Linked DNA regions of Mus musculus: all the other regions are linked to region 2. The links are chromatin contacts, called in public Hi-C and HiChIP or PLAC-seq maps. All regions are on one chromosome and are shown on one strand. The core of a region is the stretch at or near the end of the contact, and the rest is flanking DNA. Distances in the headings are between cores, read along the strand shown. Region 1 overlaps Col6a5 (collagen, type VI, alpha 5). Region 2 overlaps Col6a6 (collagen, type VI, alpha 6). Region 3 overlaps Col6a6 (collagen, type VI, alpha 6).

Region 1 (3,824 bases), core at 802-3,301, 87 kb before region 2:
TGTGCCCACTTAGGAAATAGTACTTGAATGTTTCTTCAGTCACTGAGCATCTGACGTTGGGCATGCCACTCTGCCTCTCTGAACCTCCATTTCCTTGACTGCAAAGTAAAGACAGTAACAGAGCTTATGTCAGAGCCTAAGGTGAACAATGCATGTATGTGATGTGCTTCAAACGGCATGTGGCCTAGGCTGAAACTTCAGTGAGTGCTAGCTTTCTGCAGCTGTGATGAGTGACAGAGCTGATGGATGCTTGTGTGGACAGCTCACCAGACTGGGCAGGAGGAGTCCCTGATTGTTAACCTAGCGTACAATCCCTAAAGCTCTCCCAGCTGCTGTGGTCTTCCACCACTGCTAATGAGGAGCTTGGTTAAAGTGGGTATTTTCCCTTCTGGGGTACATACATCGTCTCTAGTGGACACATAGAGACTTGCCAGAATGTGGTCGTCTAAGGAGCTAGTCCTAAAGAACATGTTTTATGTGTGAGGAATCTCGGAGGCCTTCTTCCATCTCTTACAAATGCCCTGCTCCTTCCCCAGGCCCCCCATGAGTGTGGCAGGTCTCTTAGCCATCCTGCATCTGATTAAGGTGCTGTGGCCCAGATATAAAATCTTCCTAAGATGCTTTGGAGACTGGGTGGAAATGGTCAGACCAGAGTTAGAAATACTACACAAATTATCCATATAATTAATACATTTCCAATACAATGTTTACTTTTCCCTGCTAAAATGAGCAAAGTTTACACATATAGGCATTTGTGGTAAATTCTAGTAATATCCCATCTTGATAAAAATTTGATACCTAGACTTATGACATAGGAAATTAAAACACACACACACACAGAGAGAGAGAGAGAGAGAGAGAGAGAGAGAGAGAGAGATCTCCAACAGGAAGGTATGATTGGGCAAATAATTTAAAGTTTAAAGCATTTGAATCGTTTACAGTTGGAATGAAATCCTATACTAGAAGAGGGATGGAGGTAGAAGTTTAAGGAGAGAAATGAACACTATAAGTTATCTGACGTAAACATATTTTATACAATGGACAGCTGATATCAACCACTATGGAATTTAGATTTTGTTGGATAAGCTAAAAGAGAAACATGGCCATCAATGGTAGAGTCTGTTTGTAGTTTAAGCCCTCTGGAGGTCAAGGCAGGATGATCAGGAGTTCATGGCCAGTCTGGGCTACATGATACCCTGTCTGATAAAAGAAATATGGAAGTGTCATTGAAAAACATGTTAAACTTTGTTATTGTTGTATGTCTGAGTGTGTATGAGGTGTATGCATATGAGTGTATTATGTGGGGTGGGGAGGTAGAGGTCAGAGGACCCAGGTTTTTCTCTCTCTTTGCCTTGTTTGGAGGAGGAGGGGGAAGGAGGAGGGGAAGGAGGAGGAGGAAGAGGAGGAGGAGGAAGAGGAGGATGAGGGAGAGGAGGAAGAAGATGAGAAAGAGGATGAAGAGGAGGATGAAGAGGAAGAGCAGGAAGAGGAGGAAGAAGAGAAAGAGGAGGAGGAGGAGGAGGAAGAGGAGGAGTAGTGGTACATACTCCAGGTTGGCTTTGCCTGCAAGCTTCTGGGATATTCTCCTGTCTCTGCTTCCCACTTCACCGTAGGAATGCTGGGATTCTAAACGCATGCTTCCACACGGGGCTTTCACACATGGATTCCAGGGATTGACCTCAAGTCAAGAGGGCTTGGCTTTTCCCTTCTGAGTCATCTCTCTGGCCCCCACGGAAGCTTTATTTTTAAATGTCAGCTTTTACAGGATGTTGCAGTTACATACTTTTAGTGCCTTTTAAATTGTTAAAAAAATTTAGGATTAGAATTTTAGAAACTTTCCAAGATGCAGGGCAAAAGGACATGACCTCTCCCATGGAGACAGGTACTTAGCTAACTTCCCCTGAGGTGCTCCCTGAGTTGACAACCTATGTTCATGAGATCCATTCGTGGAGTAGTCACAGGAGAGTCCATCACTCGATGGAGGAAGCATCCTAGGGAAGAAGACACCAAATGAAGTGCTATCCCAGTAATGTCCCATAGAGGGCAGCCAAAGCCTGGGTCTGGCCCGGAGTTAGGCTTTTCTAAGTTAGGAGGCAGAACTATCCTGAACAGAGGCTGGAGGTTGGGTCTTCCTCCCTCCCAGATCGCTGATGGATGGACCCAGAGCTGCTATAGGGCAAGGCCATTCATCGCAAGGGCTCATTGAGCCACTCAATTGCGCAACAGCACCCTCTGAGGGATAGATAGTAGGTGCTGGTATTAGCAACCAAAAACTTACATGGCGGAGGTCAGGAGCAGGTGGATGGGGATAGGGGAGGAGTGTTGTCCTGTAAATGAATTCCATGAAGAGGCCACAGGAATTCTGAGCAGAGCCAGACGTTGCAAACAGTCATTACCCCCCTTCAAATGATTATATAATAATTCTATCTGCTAAAGCCACTAAGCAGGGAATTTCAAATCATGGGTAGATCAGAGAGACTTGTGTCTGCAGTCCTTTGCATTATACAGTTTTACCAGTGGTCACGTTTTTTTCTCCATGGACCTAGATGACTCTAGGTTGGACTTTTAGTTTGACTGTTGAAGATAGCAAGGATTATCGTTGTTTCTTGTGTTTGTTTCATACCTGGCACCTACAGGAGTAGGCTCAGGAGGAAATACTGTTATCCAATATCATGACGCTAAGAGCAGGGTGTCTTTCATGCTTTACAGATGGCGAAGATGCAAGATGAGCTTTCAGGAGAGAAGAGTGCTCGCTGGCAGATGGGACTCCCCTGCGGCAGTAGTTCCAGCCAGAAAATGCCAATCATTTATTAGAAGGGTCGGGGCAGGAACTAGAACTAAATTTGCTTCTCAGTCCCAAACCTGAGGGAGAGACTCTTCAGGATAGAGACATCAAGGAACAGACCTTCAAAACTAGGACCGGGTTTCATCTCTCAGGAGGAATGGGACCACTGAGCAAGAAGAGGCAACAGCCTTCCCCGTGACAGCTTGGTTCACTCGCTTTGATCACTTTGGTGAGTGCCTGCCAAAAGAAGATGTTTGTCATGATCGCCATCACATCTACATCTCAAATTAGACCCTTGAGTAAAAACAGTTTGTAATTGGAATGTCCCAATTGTCTTTTTTTTTTCTTCCCATTTATACAACCCTAAACTCTGTGTCGCTGGTTCCCATAGGACCCTGAGATTACATTTAGCACCCGTTACCTATAGTCAGTGGGTTTTCTTTACCAGGACATTTATAGAGTAACAAATTCATAACAAAGAAAGGGGAGGAGAAGCTGCCTTGTGAGCTACCCGCTCGTGCTGGGAACACTTGTTTTCTATTTTAGTGTGCTTTGCATTGTGTGGACTTGAGTTTTGCTGCCAAAGAAATCATGCCAACATGTGAACCTGGAAACAGAGCTATTCTCAAACAGTGTATCAAAACAGACTCTAAAACAGAAAAAGAACAAGACAATAACAACAACCCCAAGTCTGACCCAGAAACTTATTCTGTGCATTCTTATTAACTGTAGTCTCACTCAGCCCAGGAAAGCACATTAAACCTACTTAGGAAACACACATACAGGACAAGACAAAGCAGTAGTGAATTTGTTATACACTCGGTCAGTTTAACATGGAGTATGCAGGCAGTGGAGTACTGTTTAGGCATAAAGAAGAGTAAAGTCATGTGACTTGTGGGAAGATGGACAGAACCGTAGGCGTTCGTGTTGATTGACATAAGCCGGCTTCATATGTCTTCTCCCATACGTGGAATTCCAGGACTGGGGGATTAAGAGGATGAGAAAGTAAAGCAGATTTGGAGGGGAGAGGGGAATAAAA
Region 2 (4,172 bases), core at 1,414-3,913:
AGGCCTGGAAAGACACTGACAGGAAGACGCCTGGGGCTTGCTGGAAAGTGAGCCTAGCCTAGTAAATTAGTTACAGGCCATGTGAAACTTTGTATCAAAAAATAAGATCTGTGGTACCCAAGGGTACCCAAGGGAATGAATGACAAAGAGGTTGACCTCTGGCCTCTAGGTTCATGGAGACATACACATACATGCACACATGTACACACATACACACACACACACACAACACAGAGAGAGAGAAAGAGAGAGAGAGAGAGAGAGAGAGAGAGAGAGAGAGAGAGAGAGAGAGAGAGAGATCATTTTGACACTTTCCTGGTAGGTGGAATATTGGTGATTATTTTGAATCCTCACGGTAAACATGAACCACCGGACTCCCACCCAGGAAAGGAAAGCCACCGGACCATTTAGAGGCAGCCGAGACAGAAAGTGTGACTACACATCGCTGTTCCATGCCGTCTGTTCTTGGACGGGTTGCTTCTCAGCATTGAATGTTTTCCTTTGTGGAACGGGCATGAGCATCGCCTGGTTCAAAGCAACGTGGGGAGGCTCTCCGGAGATGATCCATACTCACACCTAACTCTGAATTGGCCTGTCCCGCTGAGGAATTCTGAAGTCCCTCTGTATTAGTCAGGGTTCTCTAAAGGAACAGAACTGATAGAATAAATCTCTCTCTTTATATAGAAAGGGGATTTGTTAGAGTGACTTACAAGCTGTGCTCCAGCTAGTCCGATGATGTCTGTCTACTGACGAAGTCCAAGAATCTGGTAGTTGTTCATGTCCAGTCCTTGAGGCTGGATGTCTCAACTAGTCTTCAGGATATGCTGGGGTCCTGAAGGACTAGGTTCTAATGCCAGGGAAGGAATGGATTTGCTAGGCAAGGCAAAGAGATGGGGGATGGAGGGGAGGAGAGAGAGAGAAAGAGACTTTCTTTCTTCCATGTTCTGTATCTAGGCTGCCTCCAGAAGGTATGGTCCAGGCGCTTCTTTCTACCTCAAAAAGCTGGGATTAAAGTGGGTTTGCCCACTTCAAATGATTCAATTAAGAAAAAAAAATTCTTCTATACCCAGCAGCTTGGGTTTTAGTCAATTCTAGATATAGACAAGTAGACAGGTAAGACCAGCCGTGACACCTCCGTGTTTTGCCTACCACTAACTCATTAAATGCATCCCTAAGGGCTGGATTTTCCCCTTAGCCACCTCATTGGAAGGACTGAGCCTCTTCTTGGTGATAATATGCCTACTCCACTATAACTCCAGAAACCTTAAGTTCCACCCAAGGTTATTTTACTTTCTAGCCTTCCATGAGCTGCTTACCTGTTGCAAGTGACAAGGTTACACGTGGTTGACATCGTCCCCACTGTTCCTGTTCCTTACTTTTGTACTACCCCTTTTCTCGGGCCTTGTCCCTCCTCTCTTGCTGACTCTGGCCTCTGGCCACTCTCGAATGTTCTGGGGGAAAGAGAAGGGTGAGAGGGACAGAACTGTTTCACTTGATGGCACTGGTGTTCTGACAGTGACCCCCACACAATGCTGAGTCCTGGAGGGGGAGCATCCGTTCAGATCTTCCATCCTATTATCCCTTCCAAAGCCAATTTTAGGGGAATGTGTGCACTGATGCTCCTTTGAGACGTGATTGGTATGTCTGGATTCTGGATGGTGTCTGCCCTTCCTCTTGGACCCGGAAACAGTTCCTTTTTACTGCTTATTCAGAGCAGTTCCATGGGCCACAATGGTAAATCAGCTATCCCTATAAACACTAGAATTCACAGTCCTGGAAATGGGCTCCCCTTTCACAGAAAGCACATGCAACCCTGGGTCTCATCCCTCCAATCTCCAGACTTAAGTTAACTCAAAGCTAATTTTTAAGTTACTCGAAGCTACTTGAGTTTCAAGTAAGTTCACAAGGAAGAGCACCCTTCCTCTTGGACTAAAGAGGAAATAGCTTCTCGTATGTGAGGAAACTCAGAGTACATCAATAGCTCTCTCCGAGTGTACTTTCCCAAGCTCCAGTCTTCCATCTCTTGTAAGAGCCCAGTGGGTGGGTCAAAGGTTGAATGTCATGAAGTTGGTTAGGGACTACTGTCTTTCTGCAATCTTGCTTTAGACCCTGTTCCAACTTTGGAATGTGTCTGATTATTCCAGCCAAATCCTTGACATTAATTTTCTATTTCACAAGAGATACTGATTTTAAATTATTAGGTTGAAAATTATCTTAGAACAGTTTAATTTCTACTTGAGTGCTTGAGAAAGATTTTTTTTTTTAAAAAAAAAAAGGGAATTATTAACTCCAAGTAGTGAGCTATTTTTAAAAGAAGCAGTTGTTATGCCAACGAGATGGCTGGGCCAGGAGGGGCACTTGCCCCCAATCCTGGCAGCTGAGCTCTGTTCTGGAACCCCCATGGTGTATGGAGGAAAACAGCCGCAGCAAGCCATCCTCCAACCTCATCCCCACGTGGTGCCCCATAATAAATACATATTTTTAATGTTTTCTTTTTAAATTAAGGAAACAATCATGAATACAAAAAGCTAAAGTAGTGTGTATTAAAATAAACCCAGAGTCATTAGTCCAGCAAACAAGAATTTGAGGCTTTTGTAGCCAAGCTGCGAGCTGAAGGCTGATGAGTCTGGAATGTGCACTGATAAAACTCCAAGGGCATGCCCACGTTTATTATGGGATGTCCTTTCTGAAATGGTAAAATCCTCCCAACCACAGGGGTCAGGCAGCGGATTGGTGTGTTTCAAAGTCGGCCAGGCTTCAATCTGTGCACTTGTTCGGCTTGTTTGTTGGTTGGTTTCCCGTTTAGGTTTGGATGCAGGGATTGACCGCATGCATGGCAGGGAAGCATCACTGGGCTACACCCCAGCCCCATCTCATCTACTTGCACATGAAATGTGCCTAAAGTTGGAGACACAATTACCATTTGAGTCTTCGTTTTCCCATACAAAGCCTGAGCGTGCTTAAGTGTCTCCCACTGTGCACAGTGATCCAAAGCATTAGCAGCTGTGTGGAAATGCCCCTGTATAAATGTCGTCTTTCCTCTTTCACCCAACAACTGCCAACAAGTCCACTTTTCCCACTGAGATGTTTTCTTCAAGACCACAGTCACCTAATCTGAGTAATGTACCTCAGCCTGTCAACAGTGTTTCTTGGTTTTCCCCCTGCCTTTATTTATTTATTGTGAGTATTTGGAAGGGGTCACACACGGCACAGCAAGCCTGTGGAGGGCAGAGGACAGCAGGAGTCATTTGTCCCCTCCCCCGTATGGGTTGTGGGAATTGAACTTGGACTATCAGGCTTGGCAGAAGTCCCCTTCCCACTGAGCCACCGAAGTGGCCCTCAATGGTATTCCTTTTCCTCTCTTTAATTTATTCTCTCTTGTCACATTCTGACCACAAGCTCCCCTCCCTCCCCTTCTCCTCCAGATCTACTCCTCCATTTCCCTTCAGAAAAAGAAGGAATAACCCCCCTTCCAGGGATATAAATAAAAAATGGCATAACAATATGCAATAAGACTAGGGATAAACCCTCATCTCAAGGCTGGATGAGGCCACCCAGGAAAAGGAAAAAGGTCCCACAAGCAGGCAGAAGAGTCAGAGAGATCCCCACTCCCACAAGTAGGAGTCGCACAAAATCCCCAAGCTGAACAACCACAGCACATATGCAGAGGGCCTGGAGCAGACCCATGCAGGCTCCATAGCTGCCCTTTCAGTCTCTGTGAGCCCATAGGCACCCTGCTTTGTTGATTCTGTGGACTGCTTTCTGCTGTCCACGTTCCCTCTGGCTCCCGGGACTTCTCAGTATTAATACTGAGAAGTCACTACCATCAATTCTAAAGGCCTTTACAAATAAAAGGGTCTGGTGATTGTGGCAGGCAGGTCCCCTCTCATCCAATGTGTCCTTTTGTATTTTTGAGACCTATTATGTCTCAATTTTTGTGGTCAAGGAAAGAAAATCATCTCCCATCTCCAAGCTGGCCCTGATTTCCATGTGGCTGATGGAAGACCACCGCCTCGGGCAGCATGACCACCTCATGCTTCCCTTTGCTGTTCCATCCCCACCCCAACCTCGTTGCCCCCACTGTGGCTGATTTCTTAATTTCCTTTGCTTTCGTGGCTCCTTTCCTATTCTCAGCCCTGTGACCCTAGTTTAACTCTTTGTGACTTCTGTTT
Region 3 (3,743 bases), core at 362-2,861, 73 kb after region 2:
GAAATAAAAGATGCATTGCCTTTTAAAGCTTAATTTTGAAAGCAGATGAGCTTTTCACAGCTAGTGTCGTGATTAAGGCCCGTAGTTTAGCCTGCACACTGTCAGCACTAGAAGTTCTCTCACAGTGTGTTCTTACACCAGAGGACGAATTGCTCACTTCAAACTTTATACACACAACAGTCAAAATTAAACTTCAATAGAACACAATTTAAAAACTGGTAGCATGGAGTCAAGGACTCACAGCCTGGTATCAGATCTGGACATCTTGGTGATAAACTCTCACTCTTGGTGTCAGAGATATAACTATTTTATGAGCAAAATCTATGTAGTGCCTGCATGCTCAAATAGCTGAGGTAGAACCTTCCTACTCTTTGTCTCGATCTGCTTAGTAACTCTAAATGACTTGGTTTGCAGATCTATGCAAGCCGGATGCTTCGTGTGACCAAGCCAAACCACCCCCCATTCAGTCCTACCTGGACACTGCATTCCTACTGGATGGCTCTCGGCACGTGGGAAGTGCAGAGTTTGAAGACATGAGAGACTTTCTAGAGGCACTGCTAGATCACTTCGAAATCACTTCGGAGCCAGAGACATCTGTCACTGGAGACAGGGTGGCCCTGCTGAGCCATGCCCCCCTCGACTTCCTACCCAACACCCAGAGGAGTCCGGTTAGAACTGAGTTCAACCTAACCAGCTATAGCAGTAAGCGCCTCATGAAGAGACACGTGGATCAGGCAGTCCAGCAGCTGCATGGAGATGCTTTTCTTGGCCATGCCCTCGGGTGGGCACTGGACAACGTCTTTTTAAACACCCCCAATTTGAGACGAAACAAAGTCATATTTGTGATATCTGCTGGGGAAACCAGCCACCTGGATGCGGAAACCTTAAAGAAAGAGTCCCTACGAGCCAAATGTCATGGGTATGCCCTCTTTGTCTTTTCCTTGGGCCCTGACTGGGATGACAAGGAACTGGAAGACCTGGCCAGCCACCCCGTAGACCAGCACTTGATCCAGCTTGGCCGAATTCATAAACCTGACCACGGATACAGTGTGAAGTTTGTGAAGTCTTTTATAAACTCCATCAGGCGTAAGTCAGAAAACTGTTCCTGTACATAAGAGCCTGCTCCGTAATTCCCCAGAAGGGCAATGTGCTGGCGTGCATGCTTGGACACCTCTTGTTTGTCTTCAAGGGCATTGCAGGGTCAGAGAGGAAAATATGTAATAATGGATGGTGGAAGGGAGGACACTCTGGTTCCTAAGCATTTAATTTTCTGGCTCATCATATTTTTTTTTTATGCCTCTGGTTCCTATGGAGAAGCAATCATAACAAGCAGCTGTCCACACATCTGTCTGCACAGAGAGGTGTAGTCTGGGGGGTGTGAAATCACAGCCTGGACTCGGGCTCCCTTGCCATGTAACCCTAACAAGCTACCCTTTGGTAAGAGGTTTCTGCAGTTAACACAGAGAGAGAGAGAGAGAAGCCAGAGAAAAACAGAAACAATTCTTGGCTTTGCTTGGACAAGTTCCAAAGTCTGAGCTGGGAGTGTTAAAGAGATATCGTTTTTTATCGGTCAGAATGAAAGGCATGGCTTTGTATAACTTTCTCCCAACTCCATGACCTTGTAGGATTCACTCACGAGAATAACTGTGCCTGTAAGGAGACAAGCATGGGCTGTTTTTCTTGGCTGGGCGTCCTGAGAAATCTGCAGTCCATTTTGGATGCAGCAGGGATGGCCGAGGAGCCGTGTCCAGATATGAGGCTGAAGGCAGACAGGCAGTGGGTAACTATATCTGTTTTCAGAGCCTGCTGACTCTTGTCCAAGGGAGTGCAGATAAGGAGACAGGCATGCACAGGTTGAAGAAGGCATGTGCGAGTGCCTGGCTAATTCCTAAAGCTGTCATCGTATTGAAGAGTGAGGTGGGATGAGCCTGCAGATGTGCTGAGCAGTGCAGAGAGACTGCTGGTGGGGTTGATGGCAAATCCTACTCAGTGTGAGTCTAGGACCAGCACCAACTACCAGCTGGGGCTGGTTAGACGCAGGCTTCAGCCCCACCCGATGATGTATCTTACCCGAGCTCCCAGGATACACATATACAAGGTTTTAGAAACACGGGTATGGGAATAGTGAGCCCCCCAGAGTGAGATTCATTTCCATAGATTCTGGAACTGAAACCCCAAAGAGGAGTTTTGGGCAAGGGGTCACCCTGAAGGAAGTCTTTTATAAGGGTTGACCAAAAGACCACTTGGTAAGTCTCTGGTAAACTCGAAAAGAAGCTTGCTTGATGGCCCACAAGTGTGGGGGAGAGAGGGTAAGACTTGCCCTGAAATTTCCTTCCTGGTATTCCAGAATTCTTCCTGCTCTTCCCTGCCTGGGCATCCAGTCACATGATCAGATGCCAGTCACATGATCAGATGAGGCAGCCCCTCCCTCTTAGGACAAAAGCAGAAATGTTTTAAGCTAAGAGCAGGTGGGACTCACGGGAGACACAGAGAGTGTTCTGAACACTGAGCGTGATACAGCCGCCTACTCCATTTCCAAAGCTGTGATATCTAGAAAGTGCCATCTTTAAAACACAGCTGCAGGAAGTGAATTCTACCACAGGCCCATGGTCATGCCCATTCAACACAGTGTTCATTGCTGATCATCTACTCTGAGCCACTGGCTGCACCAGTGCTAGGCTTAAAGAATAGACTTGGCCAGATGCCCTCTGAAGCTTCGGATGCCTTCAAAGTGTCTGTGACTCATTTGGCGCACGACCACAAAGCAGACAGCAGGACATGGTCCACTTCAGAGCAGCACATTCCCTAAGGGAGGCAAAGCTGCTGAGTCAGCAACCTTCTACATACTGTTCAAATAAGAAAAGAAAACCCCAAGCCAGATCTGGTGGGCCCAGCACACACCTGTAATGTTTGCTTTGGAGAGGCAGAGACAGGAGGATTGCTGTAAGCCAGCCCAAGCCACTTAGTAAGACCCTACCTCAAAACAAAACTCCTATGTAAGACAAAAACCCTGAAGGCCATATGGTAGAGCATACTGCCCTTCTTGTAAGAGCAGTTTTGAACATATGCCCTGTTGTAGTCCAGGACATGCCTGTTAGTTGGAAGAACCTACTCAACCAGCAAGAGGCTCTGTGTGTGTGTGTGTGTGTTTGCGCGCGCGCGCGCGCATGTGTGCATGCATGTGCCACATGTACATGTGTGAGCCAGAGGACAGCCTCAGGTGTCACTCCTCAGGCACCGTCCTTTGGAGACAGAGATTCCCAGTGATGCAGAACTTGTCCAGCAGGCTAGGCTGGCTGGCCAGTATAACCCAGCATCACCAGTAAATCCTATCTTTTTGTCACCTCCCCAGTGCCAGGATTGTAAGTACTTGACACCAGGCCTGGCTTTTCCAGAAAGGTATTTGCTTAACAAATCTTTTTGACTTCACGCTTTCAGGCATGCATAACACATTTAAAAATTTTTCTCTGTTAAAAAAAAAAAGCTTTGCATTTTCAAATGGATTAAAGCATGCTTTATTGTTATGAAAAATTAATACTCTTCCAAATGAAGTGAATCGGTGAATTGAACCCAAAGGCATGTAGTGTGTTGCTAACATAAAGACCATAAAGGGACTACCCTGTTCCCTTCGCACTTGGATATGCCACAAAAACAAAAAATAAACTCTAATGAGCTCCTATCAAAGGCAAGAGCGTTATTAGGACTGCCTGCGTTTCATAATGGCTGACGACGTTAGGAGCTAC

The links. Hi-C and Micro-C count contacts between places; a contact is called where the count stands out from the background. HiChIP or PLAC-seq counts read pairs in DNA pulled down with a chosen protein or histone mark.
Region 1: a contact with region 2 is called in an H3K27ac HiChIP or PLAC-seq map of heart atrium, with 6 times the contacts expected there. The contact joins two enhancer-like sites. A contact is called at or near these places in 1 of 15 datasets of contacts at CTCF or cohesin (large pre-B cells), 5 of 484 Hi-C or Micro-C datasets (the 63-12 cell line, the HL-1 cell line, adipose-derived mesenchymal stem cells and 2 more) and 4 of 115 datasets of contacts at active chromatin or transcription factors (the NIH/3T3 cell line, acute myeloid leukemia, embryonic fibroblasts and 1 more).
Region 3: a Hi-C map of Sertoli cells shows a contact between it and region 2, with 3 times the contacts expected there. The contact joins two enhancer-like sites. A contact is called at or near these places in 5 of 484 Hi-C or Micro-C datasets (the HL-1 cell line, Sertoli cells, adipose-derived mesenchymal stem cells and 2 more).

The regions. Positions count from the first base shown.
Region 1 is chr9:105,856,223-105,860,046 of GRCm38.p6, reverse strand. It overlaps Col6a5 (collagen, type VI, alpha 5), which reads left to right. Exons shown (of 41, transcript NM_001167923.1): 41 at 2,710-3,824. The coding sequence ends at 2,729. Among named protein-coding and RNA genes, the nearest start is that of Col6a6, 30 kb to the right of the region's middle. Within about 2 kb of position 2,051, at least 16 of the 459 cell types and tissues checked have an H3K27ac peak or open chromatin away from gene starts, as enhancers often do. A contact at or near this core is called in heart atrium, where this site is marked.
Region 2 is chr9:105,769,447-105,773,618 of GRCm38.p6, reverse strand. The region is part of intron 8 of Col6a6 (collagen, type VI, alpha 6); the gene reads left to right. Among named protein-coding and RNA genes, the nearest start is that of Col6a6, 57 kb to the left of the region's middle. Within about 2 kb of position 2,663, at least 11 of the 459 cell types and tissues checked have an H3K27ac peak or open chromatin away from gene starts, as enhancers often do. A contact at or near this core is called in Sertoli cells and heart atrium, where this site is marked.
Region 3 is chr9:105,696,004-105,699,746 of GRCm38.p6, reverse strand. It overlaps Col6a6 (collagen, type VI, alpha 6), which reads left to right. Exons shown (of 37, transcript NM_001102607.1): 35 at 415-1,086. Among named protein-coding and RNA genes, the nearest start is that of Pik3r4, 55 kb to the right of the region's middle. Within about 2 kb of position 1,611, at least 22 of the 459 cell types and tissues checked have an H3K27ac peak or open chromatin away from gene starts, as enhancers often do. A contact at or near this core is called in Sertoli cells, where this site is marked.